Regions from separate parts of the Mus musculus genome. Here region 1 is linked to region 2. Evidence: chromatin contacts called from public HiChIP or PLAC-seq data. All regions are on one chromosome and are shown on one strand. Each heading gives the region's core, a stretch centred on a gene start, on an enhancer-like site or on the middle of the called end of the contact. The rest is flanking DNA. Distances are from core to core; before and after follow the strand shown.

Evidence for each region. HiChIP or PLAC-seq counts read pairs in DNA pulled down with a chosen protein or histone mark.
Region 1: an H3K27ac HiChIP or PLAC-seq map of embryonic fibroblasts shows a contact between it and region 2, with 15 times the contacts expected there. The contact joins two enhancer-like sites. A contact is called at or near these places in 1 of 15 datasets of contacts at CTCF or cohesin (pro-B cells), 8 of 484 Hi-C or Micro-C datasets (cerebral cortex, cortical neurons, differentiating embryonic stem cells and 4 more) and 1 of 115 datasets of contacts at active chromatin or transcription factors (embryonic fibroblasts).

What each region holds. Positions count from the first base shown.
Region 1 is chr6:126,486,076-126,488,775 of GRCm38.p6, reverse strand. It overlaps Gm38899 (a long non-coding RNA gene), which reads left to right. Exons shown (of 5, transcript XR_869437.2): 3 at 496-607; 4 at 887-1,029; 5 at 2,275-2,507. Among named protein-coding and RNA genes, the nearest start is that of Gm38899, 27 kb to the left of the region's middle. Within about 2 kb of position 1,350, at least 25 of the 459 cell types and tissues checked have an H3K27ac peak or open chromatin away from gene starts, as enhancers often do. A contact at or near this core is called in embryonic fibroblasts, where this site is marked.
Region 2 is chr6:125,406,271-125,409,004 of GRCm38.p6, reverse strand. No RefSeq gene overlaps it. Among named protein-coding and RNA genes, the nearest start is that of Gm32673, 23 kb to the left of the region's middle. Within about 2 kb of position 1,429, at least 26 of the 459 cell types and tissues checked have an H3K27ac peak or open chromatin away from gene starts, as enhancers often do. A contact at or near this core is called in embryonic fibroblasts, where this site is marked.

The DNA.
Region 1 (2,700 bases), core at 101-2,600, 1.1 Mb before region 2:
TTACAAACCTGTACCTAGATCAATAAACGGAACTTACCAAAGTTCAGAAGCCCAGTGTCTTCCCAATGACAGAATAGTCACATGTCTACAGAAGGAGGTGTTAATTGGACATCTTACATTGCTGTGGGTAAGTTTTAGTTGTTTCTGACCTTTCAGGTATGTATTATTCTGGGTGCGCTATATCTCTCATTTGACTTTACACTTGTGAGAGTCATCCATGATACAAGAGGATGGGTGCACTCATTTGCATATATGCCTCATGTCGCCTCATGTCCTTAACCCAACTTTGTATTTGGGGCTCCTTCCCAGAGTCTTGAGCATTTTTCTACAGAATGACTTCAATTCCCACATCATAGTATAAAGCATAATTAGACATTTAGTGAGCCCTTTACCAGTCTCCTGGTCTTTGGATTTCACGTTATAAATAAGATTTGTCATGATACTTTAGAAAGATTGATAGGACAATGGTAAAGTAATACTAATGTTTCAAAACAGCTACAGTCTTACTTGGAGTTCCACTCGGGCCATTCATCATCCAGTGGATCCAGAGCCTGTTCACGGGGTGCTGAGAACTACGGAAAATGACGTAAGAAGTTCTTCACGAAGGGTGAGAATGTCTACAGGCTGTTTTAAAATATTTCAAACACTATTTCAAAAAGAGAGACATTCTGTTCATGTATGTAACAGTCTGTTAAAAATCTGTAACAAGACCAAGTTCCATAGAAATTGAGTCTAGGTTGGTATCTAAGCCTGGATTAGAACCATGAATTTGATCCCACCCTCCAGGTTGCTTATGTAAGTCTGGTGGTGATGCACCTCAGTTCTGGATAGAGGTAGCAAGTATTTCTCCATGTCTTTGTTAATCATGAGATGATCTAACCCACAGATGGGCAGTCAGAACCACGACACAAGTGCCTGATGGCTCAGTGTACACTCCTTTCCAACGCCTCCACGCAAGTTCGATACTGTTGGAGCTCCTCTGTTTCCACTCAAGTTGGAGCGGTGCTTTGTCTCAAGTCTTGGAACTAGGTAACAGGCCGGGAGGGAGGAGACACGAAACGTTGCTAACGGTCCTTAGCAATTTCCTGGACCCAAAGCTTTCCTCAGTGATGTGTGAAGCTAAGCTGTCCATCCAGCTGTGCTACCCCGATTCGCTAAAGATGTGGAACTAAAACCCAGAAGCTAATCCCTCTATGGATCAACCTTAAAATGCAACAGATTTTTCAGAGATGATCGGGGAAATCTTTTTCTGAAAGGGGAGATGCCTGGATCAGATTCTTAAAGGAAGGAAAACAAAGCATACCTCGAAGGCTTAGCTGGGCAGAGAGGGTGCATGCTGGGAAGAAAGCGATGCTTTGTGGCATTTCCTGGATTCCTGACTCATACTTTCCTCCTGAGGTCAGGAGCGTCCCTTTCTCCTCCAGCAGCTTGCTTCTGGCACTAAGAAATCCAAGATAAATGAGACAGTCTGTGAACAGAGCCCCAAACAGCTGGCCATTGCTGGACACAACTACAATGGCTGGTCAAATGGGGACATCTGGTTCACGTCCCCAGAGATTTAATAATGGCAGAAAGACCAATAAAGATAATCCAATCAACCACTGGGACCAAAGCTCCCAGGAGCACAAAGCTGGGCTGGGGAGGTTGGGTTTCTTTTCCATGGGAGCCAAGGGAAGAGAGGGGCAGGTGAGCCAGCTGTGGGCTTGAGCCTCTCATGCCTGCATTGTTGGTCTCTTTGACCATGAGGGAAAATCTCAAGGAAAGCTGGGGGGGGGGGGGTTGTTCCTGGAAGAGTGTGGGAGATTTTTCACATTTATAATTTGGGGGCACACTCATATCCTGATCCTCTATAAACTCAGGGCCATGGGAATTGTTAACCCATCATTTGATGGATATTTATTCTACATGACCCGGTGTAAAGACTCTTAGCTAGGGGTGGATTTGGGACAGGAAATGACTTCTCTGCTAGTGTTGGTGCTTGTAAGAAAGTGCTGCTCTCTCTGTATATTCACTTTTGCAAATGGAACATGAAGACAATAGTTTGTATCTCCTAGGACTGTTAGGGACATGGTACAAAATCATGGGCGAGCTTAGCAGAAATACGTGATGTTCACATGATCATCTGTGATACTTAGAACCAAGAGTCTGCTCTGTTATGACAGATGGCACAGAGAACAGAAACTCACTGAAGGTTCTAATATCTTTTGTTTGGCCTCTGGTCTCTTATTCTTAGATTTATTTAATCTTTTTTTTTTTTTTTTTTTTTTTTTTAAGATACAGGCTGGGTGTGGTGGCACACACCTTTAATCCCAGCACTTGGGAGGCAGAGGCAGAGGCAGGTGAATTTCTGAGTTCGAGGCCAGCCTGGTCTACAGAGTGAGTTCCAGGACAACCAAGTCTATACAGAGAAACCCTGTTTCGAAAAACCAAATAAATAAATAAATAAACAACCAAATACAAAAAAATAAAATAAAAATAAAAAATAAAAATAAAAAGATATAGGTAAATAGGCAAGTGAGATGTTATTTTATCATTAATCAGCTTTCTGATACCATAACAAGATACACATGATAATTAACTTACAAAGACAAAGGGCTTCCTGAAGCTCGTGTTTTTAGAGATTCTCACCCCAAATCAGATGTAAGGCAAAGAAGAATCCAGGGATGTGTGACTATATTTGAGGTAAACTTCCCACTGATG
Region 2 (2,734 bases), core at 180-2,679:
TGATTAGCCCTGGGAAGCTGGTTCCGTTTCTAGGAGCAGATTTCTTTCTTGTCGAGTGGTTCTTAAGTCAGTAGTTGGTTACCACCAACGTGAGTGCCACTACTGCACCTTTACAGCTATGGTGCCTTGCTGGTTCATGGAGGTCACAGCTGGATAAGGCTATCACTCCGTTCCCTGCACTGGCAGCCTGCACAGCACCTTCTAGTACTATAAAAAGTGGACAGCAAGAAGGAGGCTTTCAGGTTAGACCTAGCTCACATAGCCCTGTTCCCTACGTGTGTCCTGTGTCGTGTCTTCAACAGGAGGGGCTTACCTTTGAGACTCAACCAAGGGCAACTCTATTGTCTTGGGAGTCACTAGGACTATGCTTGCCGCCATTCAAAACGAGATTTCTCAGACATGGTACGGGGTGGGGAAGTTGTTAGTCCATGGTTCCTATGGGGAGCATTGTTAACCCAAGTAGCATGATCTCTCTCTCTCTCTCTCTCTCTCTCTCTCTCTCTCTCACACACACACACACATACACACAACCTTGTTGTTATTCATTCTTCATTTATCTGTCTCCTTCTGTATTGACCTCCCATTTCCAGTTGAAGCCCTTCCTATTTTTCACTTACTACTTAAAATCATCTTGATCCTGCTAATCCCCTCTCACGCCCCTTCTCTCTCTCTCCCCACCTCTCTCTGTCTCTCTGTCTCTCTGTCTCTGTCTCTCTGTCTCTGTCTCTGTCTCTCTCTATCTCTCTCTCTCTCACACACACACACACACACACACACACACTGCATGGTCCCTTTATACTTCCCTAGTTTTTGTGCTTCCTCCATGAATTTATGACCATACCTGAGGATTTGGAGCTAGGAACCACAGATGAGACCGTGTAGGGTTTTCCTTTCTGAGTCCATGTTATCCATCATTGAGAATCTTTTCTAGATCCGTTCATTTACCTGTACATTTCACGGTTTCACTTTTCTTTGCAGCTGAAGAGTATTCTATTTTGTACAGGTACCGTATTTTTATTACCTGTTCATCTGTTGGAAAACACCCAGATTGCTTCCGTTTCCTACCTGATGTGACTAGCGTGGCTAGCAAGCTACTCGCTGAGCAAGTATGTGTGGATTCGGGTGTTGAATCCTATGCCAAGTGGCGTGGTTCTGCTGAGTCATACAGTAAATTTACTCTTAGTGCTCTGTGGCCTCCCTCTACTGCTTTCCAGAGTGGCCACACCGATCTATATTCCCAACAACAGTGAAAGAGGGTTCCCTTTCCCCACAACCGCACCAGCATTTATAATCAGTTGTTTCGTTGGTCTTAGCTATTCTGACTGGATTAAGATGAAATCTTAAAGTTGTTTTAATCTTTGTTTCCCTAACTACTAAGAACGACTGACTTAGTCACTGTTCTACTCCCGGGAAGAGACACCATGACCAAGGCAATGCTTACAAAAGAAAGTATTTAGTTGGGGCCTTGATTACAGTTTTAGAGGGTTAGCTCATGATCATTATGGCAGGAAACGTTGTGGCAGATCCTCGTGGGGCTGAGAGTTTACATACTGATGCACAGGCAGCAGGCAGAGAGACTCCCAGCGACACACCTTCTCCAACCAGGCCACACCTCCTTCAACCAGGCCACACCTCCTCCATCAAGGCCACACCTCCTCCAACAAGGCCACGCCTCCAAATACTTCCCAAAGGATTCTATTAGCTAAAGACAGAGTGTTCAAAATCAAACATATGAGCATATGAGGGCCATTTTTATTCAAACCACCACAGCGATGAACGCTTTTTGAGATATTTCTTAGCCATTTTTGTTTCTTCCATTGAGAACGAGATCTCTAAATCCTTGGACCACATTTTGACTGGTCCCTTTGTTTTCTTGCCTCTGATCATTGTTTTTGTTTTTAGTTCTCTGTGTATTCGGGATATTTTTCTTCTATCAGATGAATGGCTGGCAACTATTCTTCCTCACTCTGGAGACTTCCTCTTCATTCATTGTTTCCTTACCAGCTGCTCTTCAGTGTCACCTCAGCCCACTCTTCTGATCAATGGCGGAAGCACAATGCTTTACCCTGCAAATGTGTTCTGTGGGTATAAGAGGTTTGGATTGTTTGTGTGTTTCTGGGGTCAGGTGTGCATCCCTGGCCTATAACTTTCTATACAGATCAGGCTGGTTCCAACTTGCAATGATCCTCCTGCCTCTACCTCCTGAGCCCTGGAATTCAGGGCATGAACCAGCCTTGGTTTTGGTTTGTTCTGGTGTGGTTCAGTACAGGCTTCATTGCTTGCTTTGTTTGGAGTTTTCTTGCTTGTGTTTTGTTTTGGTGCCAGGGATCAAACCGAAGGACTTCCTTGTACACAGTAGGCCAAGCTGTCTACTTCTGAACTCAGTTCCCTGACCCTGTTCTAAGTCAAAATGAATGGAAATAGTGACCACTGAGCTTCGGTGATGTGCAAATTTCAAATCAGGTGTGTGTGTGTGTGTGTGTGTGTGTGTGTGTGTGTGCGTGTGCGTGTGTGCGCGCGCGTGAGCACACACATGCACACATGTATGAGTAACTTAGAGGGAGGGGTGTCCCCAAACCCTTTGGATTCAACTATATGTGTTGCTACCAACACTATGAAGCATCCTTCTGTATTGTCCCAGTTCCCTTTGGCCCACTCAGCACCCACAGCCCTGTGGTGTTGCCTGTGCTCTGGACTACTTACCACACAACCCTACCTGCCCTTGGGGGTTGTG